Linked DNA regions of Ovis aries: region 1 is linked to region 2. Evidence: chromatin contacts called from public Hi-C data. All regions are on one chromosome and are shown on one strand. Each heading gives the region's core, a stretch centred on a gene start, on an enhancer-like site or on the middle of the called end of the contact. The rest is flanking DNA. Distances are from core to core; before and after follow the strand shown.

Region 1 (5,823 bases), core at 2,546-5,045, 78 kb after region 2:
CTACAATGTTGCCAAGGCCTGTGATGAGGGCCACTGCACTGCCAAGGTGAGGGCCGGCCCCAGGGGATGGCACACACCAGGGAAGGGGCGGGGTGGGCCCCCTCCACGCAGTCCTGGCTGACCTTGCTGACCTGGAGCCTCCGCCCGCAGGACTGTGCAGGGGTGATTCTTTACTCGGCCGAGTGTGCCACACAGGTAGCCCTGGACGGCATCCAGTGTTTGGGTGAGTGCCCCTCCCGCTCCCTACTCCCAGAGCCTGTGGCTGCCTCCAGGAAGAGGCTCCCCTCCACTCCTCATTCTGTGCTGTAGCTGAACTGTACTTTTAGTACAGTTACCGGGAAGGCATGGAAAAGCAAATGGGAAACCACCAGAGGCCTCAGATTGCTACTGTCCTCTCATCTCCCCAGCCTGGTCCTGTCACCGGAAATGGGGGAAAGGAGACACTTCAGAGGTGGAACAGCCTCAGTTCACTGCTGCACAGTGGTTAAGAGCGCAGGCTTGGGCCAGATGGCTGGGTTCAAATCCTGGCTCCACCACTGACTGGCTTTGTGGCTGGTGCAGATTACTTCCCCTCTCTGGGCCTGGCACCCTGTAAGCACTATGCAGTAGTTTCTTCCCCCTGCCTTCTCCATGTCCGCCAGTGGTTCCCCTGCCTCTGCCTGGCGTCCTCAGCACTCTTGAGTGGCCTTCCGGCCACCCCCCATCCCCGGCCACCCTCCCTCTCACCACCTTTTGCTGCTTCTCTTCAGTCTCTCCTCCTGGCCCATTTCTAGATGCTTGATCTTGTTTGCTTCCCTTGCTTTGCCCACTGCCTATCACTTTTCCCATTGTCTTTTTCTCTGCCCCATCCATGGCTGCAGGTGGCAATGGCTACATCAATGACTTTCCCATGGGCCGCTTTCTGAGAGATGCCAAGCTATATGAAATCGGGGCTGGGACCAGTGAAGTGAGGCGGCTCGTCATTGGCAGAGCTTTCAATGCAGACTTCCGCTAACCCCTAGACCCTTCACCCTGCTTCCCAGCACCTTGAGGCCTTTCTCTGGAAGGACAGCTGCCGCAGGTCTCCTCCCAGCAGGCCCCACCCACCGGCTCAGAAGTGTGCAGTGACTTAACAAGGAGTCCTCAGGAAACAGGCTGGCTTCTCTGGGGCTTTGGTGACTGTGCCCTTGCTCTCTAACTTCCAAGCCTGGTGCTCCCCCTCCCAGGAGGGGCACCTTTTCCTTGGATGAGCCTGTGTCAGGGAACCCTCTGCTCAAGTACACCAGAAGTATTACCAAGTTCATTAATTTGAACTTGGTAGTCTCTTTTCTTTATGGGGAAAAATACCCACAAAACCCAGCCTTTGTTTCTACCAGTTTCTATGAGGCATTAACTTTCATCAGTGTGTGAGTGGGAACTCCCACTGCAGCCTCCTCCGTCCCTCATTTTTTAGAGCTGGAATTCCATCACTCTGGGGCAGAGCTCTAGGAACAGGCATTTCAGAACACCTGTGCCACCCAGAATCCACAGTGGGCAGAGGTCTGCATGCTCGTGAAGGCTGGGCTCGATGCCTCCAGCACTACCCTGCCAGTGCCACTGTCCATTCCTGGCCATGTGACAGCCCCCAGCTGACTGGGCAGCAGGCCTGGGTTGGCTGGCCCGACTCCAGCCAAGGCTGCCTGCACACATGTCTCTGGACACCCTGTGGCTATTTGTTACCACTCCACAGTGGCTGCTGCCATTTTGTATTAAACATATCATGAAGCAAACCCATCTGCTTCTAAACTGGTGTTTTGGGAGAGAAGCAGTCTACTTGTTCCTGCCTTCTGTCTGGCTCCAGCCCTGTGTCCTTGGAGCACAGCAGATCCAGGCCCTGCTTCCGGCCTGCTCACTGGTGATGGGAGACACAGGGGTGGAATCAACCCACAAGAGAGAGGAGTACTCAGTCCCCCTTTTCCAGATCTTGCAGTGATTTTTAAAGAAAGGAGGGATCCCAGAGTGGAAAAAGTCTTGGAGCCAGAAGGAAACTTATAAATTGCCAGAAACTATCCCCGTGTTTTTTTTTAAAAGACCAAGACAATTTGGTTTTCCCCAAATCAGAACTGGAGTTAGAATCCAGATCAGCAGAAATAGGGGTTCTGAGAATGCCAGCATGGAGCCCCACTTGGGGCTTGGATGGAGCACAGTCAGGGTATGACAGTTTTGGGTTGTTCCACCCCATCTGAGTTCCCTAAAAGACCTGGTTTTCTTGGTCCGCAGCCCAGCAGCGCCTGTTCTGACTTTTGGTCCTGGCCTGTAGCCAGGAGCTGTTCCCAGCCTGATGCTTGTGACAGGTGCTATCGGTTCCTTGCCAACCCCAGCCCAGACCTATGCTGAGAGGCTTGTGGCCCTGTCCCTTTAGTTTCCCACCCTGCTCCCTACTGTGCTGGAGATGAATGTGGCTAAAATGGTGGTCTTGCTGGGCTTAAAATGTAACTGGGGACTTCCCTGGCAATCCAATGGTTAAGACTCTGTGCTTGCAATGCAGTGGGTGCAAGTTTAATCCCTGATTGGAGAATTAAGATCCCACATGCCGCATGGTGCAGACAGAAAATAAATAATAATAAATTTTTCAAAATAATAAAGTGTGGCTGGAAGCCCAAAGACGTCAGAATGGGGTATTTCAGCCAGTCAGTGAGGATAATGTAGCTCTGCCTCCAGCGTGGGGAGAACAATGATTTTCCAGATGCTGTATGTGAAATAAAAATATTTTAAAGTAAAGCCAAAAAAGTGAAGTCTGAGTCGTGAACAATGGGAAAGCAGGGGCCACGCGGTTCTTGGAGTGTGGGGTTGATTACATGCGTTGTGCAACTCTGCAGCACTAGCTGCCAGCACCTCTCCTTCCTGGGGCTGCCTCCTTCCACTCCAGTTTTAGGCAGGTCACTATCAGCCCAGTTCCCGTGCTGACGACCATCCTGTTCTTCGTTTTCCTACTTGCCTGTCTGTCCTGATGGCAACAGAAGCTAAGGGAATGGTTTTCCAAGTGTGATCTGGGCACACACCCTTTGTCAAAACTTGGCAACCTGTTAAAAAAAAAAATGGACTCCTATATGGACCCCAGCAGAGAAGGCAATGGCACCCCACTCCAGTACTCTTGCCTGGAAAATCCCATGGACGGAGGAGCCTGGTAGGCTACAGTCCATGGGGTCGCACAGAGTCGGACACGACTGAAGCGACTTAGCAGCAGCAGCAGCAGCAGCAGCAGCATATGGGCCCTAGGCCTAATCACACCTCCAGGGATAATGAGGAGGTACAGGCAACCTTTTAGAACAGCTGAGCTGGGGCCTAGAGGACATGCTTCCAGCGGCCTGAGTCCCAAACTCATAACCTGGTAATGATGCTTCTTCACCTATATAAATATTTCAAGTCTCATTTTGACATACTAACTCCTTGATCATGACAGTCCTATGCAAGACACAAAGTTGGCGCCGGGCCCGCTTCCGGAAGACGGGTGAGTTGCCCACCGTAGGCGAAAAGACCGTAGGTGAACCGGCCACGCCCAGACGTGGAGCCAAGGCTGGTGTCAGTCAAGCGTGGGGGACTGAGAAAGGAGCGCCTCTTTTTGATTTGGGGACGGACACCCAGTCCACGTCCGCCTGACGGAACCGAGACCCGGGACCCTCAGTCGAGAACCTCAGGCTAAGGCAGGTCCAGGGTGCAGGGTCCAGGGCCCTCCCTCTGCCAGATCGTCTCACCAGAGGCGTCGCGCGCACCGCGGAGCTCGGCTCTGGCTCGCGAGCTCGGGCTCGGGCGCGGCTCCACCAGCCCTGCGTGGAGCTCTCCTGACCCCTGTCGGCCGCTCGCCACAACTGCAGGGTGCTTGCGACTGGCGGCTCCCAGCCTCGTATCTCAAGATGCATAGGGCTCAACGACAGCCTACTATTCTCTATCTTGTATCGCTTCATACAAGAAAGGCCACTTTTTATCCATTTAAAAAGAACATAAATTCAGAACAAAGGCCGGTTTGGGCGGGGGTGGGGGTTATTTGTTTTATGTGAATGGTTTTTGAACTATGATAATTTAAAGAAACAAAAACTGCAAACCCTCCCCTCCACCCAGTTCCACGGTGAAACTCCTTTTGAATCTTTAAGAGCTTTCAGTTGGTAATTCACTTCATGCTTTTAAGCGATATGGCTACTTTACTGGTTTGATTGCAGATAGATCTTTAAAGTGCACACGTTTGACTGATGAGAAGTTCACTACCTGCCTCATGTCCACAGGCCAGCATGTGGGGCCCTGGGATCAGATGATTCAAAGCCCCATCCACATTTCTGGCTGTCCCTGCCTCTGCCCACACTAGTCCCAGAGGGGAGCCCTGTGTGACACACCTGGTCACTCTGGCAAGGAGCTGTTCCTGAAAATGGCCTCTCCTGCACCCACCACCCACTCTCAGACACAGCTAGCCTGTCAGAATAGTTCTTTGATCCACATCAACCTGACAACTTGCCTGTCTTCTTCCAATTCATACACCTCAACCCTTCCTCTGTATTGAGCTATTGTAACTATCAAGCTCCCCTAAAGCCTCCAGTGGCTCCCAGCACTTATAAGATCTAAGGTTTGCAAGGCAAATGTGACCCTGATCTGCCTTGGCCATCCCTTCCAGCTGCTCCTCTCCCATCCCTGCTGAGTACTTGTATTCTGGCTGGAAACAGTCCTCCTGACACTGTTTCTTACCCTGTACCTTTGCTCCAGCTTATCCCTCTGCGGAGGATGTCCTAGCCCTTCATCTTGGTCTTGTTTCCTCATCCCTGAAGCTTCAGTTCAGGGACTGCCTCCTTCAGAAAGGCCTCCCTTCTCCAACCTTTCCTAGTCTTCTGTCCCCATCTCACCCATTCTGAGTGGGACCTCTTCCTGCTTCTCCTGGGCATCTCTACATCAGGGGCTTTCCCCACTGTCGTATTTATCTCATCTGTGTCTGTTCCCATGCATTAGACTAAGAACTTAAGGGTCAAGGTTGTGATTGAACTGCCTTTTTACGTTCACTATCCAGCACAGTTTCTAGCACATAATAGCTGTTCAACAAACATTTACTGAAAGTGCAAATGAGAGGTCATGTGATACTTAGCTCACATTTTGCCTGTATTGATATCATAGTTATTTGTATATGTGATTACCTCTGTATATGGTACAGATCTTTGAGGTCAAAGACCATTTCTCACTTATCTGAACCCTCCCAACAGCACCCAGTACTCACAGTAAGTGCTCAGTGGCTATGTTCATGCTGAATGAGTGAAACAACAGGTGGGCCAGAGCCCTGGCCTAATCCCCAGAGTTGGCAGAGACAGCAGAGCCAGCCGGCCTCGCCTGGCCCTGCTTCCCCCAGGCCTTCCCACTCTGGAGTAGCAGGGCCCAGCTGCAGAGGGAAGGCCCTCACCTCCCATAGTCCTCTGACCCCCTCAGAAACAGAAACGAACTGTGATGAGGGACCCCGGCTCCATCTCTGCCAGCTGAAGACAAGCGTAGAGATTGGATATGAAAAGAGGGCAGAGTCAGGGCACACGCCATCCTTTTTTTTTTTTTCTTAAATAAAACATATAGTATTGAATATATACAGAAGAGTATATAACATGTATGTATGCAGTGTGAAAAACAACAATAAACTCCTTTGTACCCAGCACCCAGGCCAATGAAGAGAACATTCTGAGTATTTTAGGAGCCTGTGTGCCTCATGATCCTGAATTTAGTGACAGTCCTCTCCTCACTTTTATGATTTCCTCCCTCTGTTTGTCTCCCTTAACAGTATTATTTTGATCATCTGTTTAAGCTTTGTGCAATGGGACTCATATTAAATATATTCTTCTGTCT
Region 2 (6,286 bases), core at 255-2,754:
GCTGTGCTCCCCCGGCACAAGCTGGGCCGCCACCTCCCTGCCACCCCACCCTGTCTCCCGGGTGGGTCTTCCTCCAGGAACCTGGCTGACGGTGACAGTGAGGCCATCAGGACGAAGGAGCTCCGGTGTGGTCACAGCCATGCCCCCCTGCTCTGCCTGCCGCCGGTCTTCCTGGATCTCCTGTGGGAGGGCCCCGGGGTCAGCACAGGCCACGGCCCCCCAGAGGCACAGATACACAGACGCCGACAGGCCTACACAGAGAGACACCAGTGGGACACCAGGGGGCAGACACACCACATCACAGAGTCCCCAAGACCCTCGCAGAGCCTCTGAGATGGAAGACACCCACCCTCACCCCGGTCTCAGACCCATGCCTGCAGGGAGAGACCACCATGCCGGAGTCTGCAGGTCAGCCTAGGAGTGCTGGCCCAGTCGGTCCTCCCGCCTGGCTCAGCCCACTCACCTGGTACCTGCGCAGCAGGGCCTGGTTCTTCTTGCGAAGGGCGACTATCCTCCGGTCCAGCTCTGCGTCCTTCTCTTCCTGCTTGCTCATCGGGGACTCAGCCCCGTGAGGCCCCTGCAGAGGGCAGGGGCCCAAGCTCCTGACTGCTGGGCCCATCCCTTACCAGTTCCTCAACTTTTATATCCGCCCATTCTACCCTATTCTTACCACCCAAGGAACAGCCCCAGACCCAGAGCTAGGGCCGCGTGGGGAGTCAGCTCATGGAAGGCCGTAAGCCCCCACCCTGCTAGGCCCATCTGCCATCTCCCTGCGTCCTCTCGGGGGGCTCAGGTCAGAGCCTCATGCCCAGGCCCGCAGCTCCCAGCAGTGGCTGCCCCTCCCCCCGGCTCTCCAGGGAGCTCAGCTGCGGAGCAGAGCCCGGAATGGGAGTTATAAATGGCTCTGGCAGCGGAACCTGCCGTGACTGGGAAGTTGCCAGGGGATTCAGGAGGTCGAGGGGGGAGCTGTTGGGCTCCCAGGCCGAGAACCACAGTGAAAGGAGAGGACCCTGCTCTGTCCTGGGCTCCTAGGCCATGGACCCCACTTCTCAGGCCTGCGCCCAGCCTGTGGGAAAGAGCCGCTCCCACAGGCCCAGCCTTTCCAGGCTGAGAGCAAGAGCTGCCGGCAAGAGTCAGCTCCATGGGTGGGCCCCACTGCGGAGCCCCCCAGGCACACAGTGATCCCTGGGTCCCTCCTTGTCTGGCTGCAGGGACTCCTTCGTGGCCGACACCCCTGCCCAGCACCCTCCCCTCCCGCCTAGGCACAGCCCTCTTCCTCCCGGGCCCAGCTGTCCCTAGCTGCCCTCAGAGTGTGGCCGCCTGGCGTCCCAGCCCCAAGAAGCCCCCCGCCAAAGGCAAGGTGCCACTCACAGCTGAGTGCATGGCAACAGCGGGCACGGAGAGAATTCCAGAGCAGTCCTGGGGGGAGCTAGAGCGGGAGGGAAGCCGGAGCCACCGGAGCTGGGCCTCCCTCCACCGGCCTCTCCCTGCCGGCTTCACTGCTCAGCACACGAGATCATGTTGTGATTACAAAAGGCTTCTCTGGGCTCCCAGCCAGGAACGCCGCGGCCACCGCCCCCACCATCCACTCTCAGAGGGCGAGGACCAGGGCACCGGCAGGCAGCTGGCCCTGCCCAGCACCTCTCCGTGCCCCGCCCCAGTGTCCCCAGGCAGACTGGCAGGGACTTCTGCCTGGCAGGGCGAGCCCACACAGGGGGCCTCATGCTCCAGTAGGACCCCAGCCTGGGCCTGCCTGCAGACAGATGGGCAGCTGAGTAGGTCTCTGTCCCTCCCATTAGTGGAGAGAGGCCTATAGTCCAGTCCATTGCCCTCCCTGGTCCGAAGGCCTCTGCTCAAATGAGTGTCCCCTGGCCCCTCATTCTCCTCATCAGTTCTGGAAGAGTTCATCTCCCCTAGGCCATCAGGTACTACCGCATACCTAAAATAACACCATTAGTCATTCATTCCTTTGGGTTCAGCGTTGTCTTCCCTGTACTTTCAAGTACAGTTACTCCTGGGATGCTCAACTGTCCAGGTCACCGCTTGGTGCGGGGCACCTCCCTCAGGGCCCATGCCGCCACAGCTCAAGCCTGGACAACAGCCTTTCCCCTTGGCTCCTGCTTGGGAGCCCTTCCTGGCCTTGCTTTCCAGGGCTGGCCCTCTCAGCCTCTCTGACCCTCAGACTGGAAGCAGCCTTTTCTGGGAAAGTCTCCCCCCAGATCTTGCCGGTACACCCGAGGCTGCTGTCTCTGCCCTGGACAGCAGCTTGCCTGGCAATGCCACCCCTAGTGCCTCTGAGACCAGGAGTTTGGGGGTGCCAGGGGGAGAGGTGGTCTCTGTATCAGGAGCACCTGGGATCTGGTTCTCTAGTAACAGGTCCCCGACCTCCAGGCCCTGAAGGATAGGTCAGAGGTTCCTGCATTCCCCCTCAGCCCTGACTGACCGGGATCTATTTCCCTAATCCCGTGGACAACTTGTCCCTTCTGTCTCCAAAGCAGAAAGCCCTGCTGCCCTCTCCTTCCTACCCAGACCAGCCCAGGCAGCCAGAGATCCAACCCTGCTGCCCTTGAACCACCCCTTCCTATCTGCCCTCCCCTGCGCACCACACTGAGCCTCTTTCCAGGCCAGGCCTTGGAGCAGCGCCGCTGACCCGGCAGCCGATCTCCGCCACCCTAGAGTTCCCATCCTGCTTGGAAATGCCACTGGGCTCTCTCTTCCTTTCGTGCCGGATGTTCCCACTGAGTCAGACTCTGCATTCCCAGCTACAGTGACGCACCCAGGCTACACACACACACACACACACACACACACACACACACACTTCTTCTCCTACCCTCTCCACGTGCTGCCTACTGAGTTCCAGTCTAGTCTCTGACAGCTGGAGCACGGCCCTGGTGGGGTGGCAGTCAGGCCTCCTGTCACCTGGCCCATGCCCTGTGTTTGGAGCTGGAAGGCCCTTAGAGCACCAGCCTGGGAGTGAAGGATGCAGCTGAGACCTAATGTTCCCCATGATCTTTGGAACCCAGGTCTGGGGAGGAGGAATGGAGGTAGAGGAGACGAGGTCTGCTTTCCCCATTGCGCCTGTTCCCAGCCAGGGTGGGGGCCAGACAGCAGTGAGGAGCAGCAGGCTGGGTAGAAATCCAGTCATCCTGCAGGGTGGGCAACCCAGATCTCTAGAAGGGCCTGCAGGAAAAGATTCCCCTAACCTCATGGCAAAGGCCTCTGCATCTAGCAGGCTGAAGGCCCATGTGACCAGGACGGACCAATAGTCAGACAGCCCCACGGCTGCGGGCCACTTGTGTCCCAAGTGTTACTCACACAATGTCAGCCTCAGAGCAGCCCCCATATTCTCCTATTTTCTCCAGAGTCTGTGGTGTGCCTGTCTGCTCCCTACTGGAGAGAGGCTCTCTAAGGGCAGGAATGGTGTACTGAGGGCCTCTAAATCCCCAGGGCCTGGCACAGTGTCCCTGAAAACTACAGTGCCTTCCTGGGGGCCTGCAGAATGAATATATGAGTGAGTAACCCACGCCGTCCTGCGCATGGCTCTGGGTACCTGTGCTTCGACTGGGGCTGCTGTTCCCTGCACCCAGAATACTCGCAGCCCTGAGGGAGGAGGTGGCCGGTAACGTCGCTAACTGTGCATTTCCTTTCCCTGTCTGGAGAAGGTAGGGCGTGACCAGCCTAATGGTCCCCGGTATAGGGGATCGGGACCACGCCGCTATTAGTCTGTGTGACCACTAGGGGGCAGCAGGCCTTCAAAAAGCCTGGTTGGAGGTGGGGAATGGCTCTTCCCCGGCTTCTGCTGCCCCCTCCTCTCCAGCAAGTCTGAATCAACCCCGCCTCCCAGCTCCATCAAGCTAGCGAAGTCACACAGGCTGTAGAAGCCGCATTTTATTGGTGATGAGACGGGAGAGGTAGCACCCAATACCTGGGCTGCTCAGCCTGTTTGTGGCTCAGAAGAAACCAGCTGCTAGACATCCGCCTCCTGCCCGTTGTTCTTCTGGCTGCTACAACAACATTGTTTCTGCTGACCCCTCCTGCTGTGCCCTCCCTTTCTTTGCCCAGGAATAGGCCCATTGTCCCAATACCTCAGCCACAGGTCTAGGTCATGTCTCTTCTGTGGCTGGTTCACCACCGTCTCAGGCAGCCTGCCAACTGGGCCCATAGCCATAACTACCCACCTCCAGCACCTTCTTGGATCAAGAAACTGCTGTTACAATTCCTACTGACTAGAGATTTAGTTTAGGCCTCTCAGCTCAGGCCAGGCCTGGCCCTGGGTAAGGAGGACTCAGAGGACGTGATGTAGGGGCAGATGGATGAGCTCTTGTCAGGCTCCCGCTGCCAGGGACAGTCTGGGCCCCATGGCTCCAAGAACACACATGCCAGAGCAGTTGTTGTTGTTGTTGTGTCCGATTCTTTGTGACCCCATGAACTGCAGTACACTAGGCTTCCCTGTCCTTTACCATCTCCTGGAGTTGGCCCAAACTCATATCTATTGAGTCGGTGATGCCATCCAACCATCTCACCCTCTGTTGCCCCACTTCTCCTCCTGCCTTCAATCTTTCCCAGCATCAGGGTCCTTTCCAATGAGTTGGCTCTTTTCATCAGGTGGCCGAAGTATTGGAGCTTCAGCTTCAGCATCAGTCCTTCCAATGAATATTCAGGATTGATTTCCTTCCGGATTGACTGGTTTGATCTCTTTGCTGTCCAAGGGATTTCGAGCGTGTTCTCCAACATCACAGTTCAAAAGCATCAGTTCTTCGGTGCTCAGCCTTCTTTATGGTCAAGTCTCATATCCATATACAACTACTGGAAAAATTATAGCTTTGACTAGATGGCCCTTTGTCAGCAAAGTAATGTCTCTGCTTTTAAACATGCTGTCTAGCTTTGTCATAACTTTTCTTCCAAGGAGCAAGCATCCTTTAATTTCATGGCTGCAGTCACTGTTCGCAGTGATTTTGGAGCCCAAGGAAATAAAGTCTGTCACTATTTGCATTCTTCCCCCATCTATTTGCTATGAAATGATGGGAATGGATGCCGTGATCTTAGGTTTTTGAATGTGAAGTTTGAAGCCAGCTTTTTCACTCTCCTCTTTCACCCTCATCTAAAGGCTCTTTAGTTCCTCTTCACTTTCTACCATAAGGGTGGTGTAATCTACATGTCTGAGGTTATTGATATTTCTCCCAGCAATGTTGGTGCCAGAGCAAGATGGAGCCGAAGTCCTTTGAAGCAGCGGGTGGCAGAAAGATGGTCCAAGGACCCCTCTTCCATTCTGCTCTCCAAGGCACACCCTGGGCTGGGGTATCCTGAGCTTTACAGCTCCAGACCAGCAGTGGGAGGAGAGCTCTGATATGGACCGAACTCCTGATCTACTTCACTCGGCCCCTTCAACACAAGGGAACAAAAAGTGACGATCCAGGCTCCACCTCAGAGGTGTTTGAGGATACCAGGCCACCTTAGCCTGAGGCCGGGGCCACATGGGACCCAGGCCAACTGAGGAGTTTTCCAGAAGATAAGCTTCCAGGGGATGAGCAAGACTCAGCAAGGGGCTGGCAGTGAGAATGTTGCACGGATGCAGCCTGAGAAGCGGGAGTGGCTTCTTACCAGTGAGGGAACATCAGCTTAGGAGGGTGCAGTCCTAAAGGGGAGGTCACTGAAGGGCAGACCCAGGGGCAGAGGAGTCCAGAGGGGCTCACTGGAGGTTTCACAGTGGGGGCCAAGGAGTCCATGCAGCGGTTCAGGAAGCCAGGGAGGAGGCCGAGTCCAGATCCTGCAGGGCAGGGTCTGCACCAGGCAGGGCAGGGGACTTTACAGGGAAGAGTGAGCAGAAGCACCTCAGAACATCAGTGTGTGACAGGGGTGGGGTGGGGGTGGGGTGCGTGCATTCAGTGAGAGATGGGGCAGGGCAGCCAAGACAGTGTCAAGGTCTGGAGCCTGGGGCCCTCATGGCTGTAGGGAGGCAGGCGGGCTTGCCATGCATGTGCCCGGGTGCTCCTTCCTCCCAGTAGGCAGAGAGGCTGGAAGTCCCTTCACACCTTGACACTTACCACGGAGGGCTGGCTCTCAGGGGGGTGAGATATGGGTGGGTTCACACCCTCCAGGGATGAGGAAAAGATCTGGCCCAGTTCTGAGAGCAGGCCACCTGTCCCACTGAGAAGATGACAGGGCCTTTGGAATGGTGGGGCGTGGCATGGGCGGCGTCACCCAGCCTAGAGGCTTCAAGGCTGGAGAGGGCAACTGGATGAGAGAAAACATGCTGCCGTGCCTGGAACACCAGTCACCACGG

Evidence for each region. Hi-C and Micro-C count contacts between places; a contact is called where the count stands out from the background.
Region 1: a Hi-C map of hypothalamus shows a contact between it and region 2, with 5 times the contacts expected there. The contact joins the enhancer-like site here to the promoter of CCDC9B in region 2. A contact is called at or near these places in 9 of 16 Hi-C or Micro-C datasets (blood, hypothalamus, liver and 3 more).

What each region holds. Positions count from the first base shown.
Region 1 is chr7:34,236,461-34,242,283 of ARS-UI_Ramb_v3.0, forward strand. It overlaps IVD (isovaleryl-CoA dehydrogenase), which reads left to right. Exons shown (of 12, transcript XM_027971680.3): 10 at 1-46; 11 at 151-223; 12 at 861-2,748. The coding sequence ends at 994. Among named protein-coding and RNA genes, the nearest start is that of IVD, 12 kb to the left of the region's middle. Within about 2 kb of position 3,796, at least 16 of the 54 cell types and tissues checked have an H3K27ac peak or open chromatin away from gene starts, as enhancers often do. A contact at or near this core is called in hypothalamus and muscle, where this site is marked.
Region 2 is chr7:34,160,738-34,167,023 of ARS-UI_Ramb_v3.0, forward strand. CCDC9B (coiled-coil domain containing 9B) reads right to left here and starts at 1,505. Exons shown (of 11, transcript XM_027971678.2): 1 at 1,372-1,505; 2 at 464-577; 3 at 82-180. The coding sequence starts at 1,383.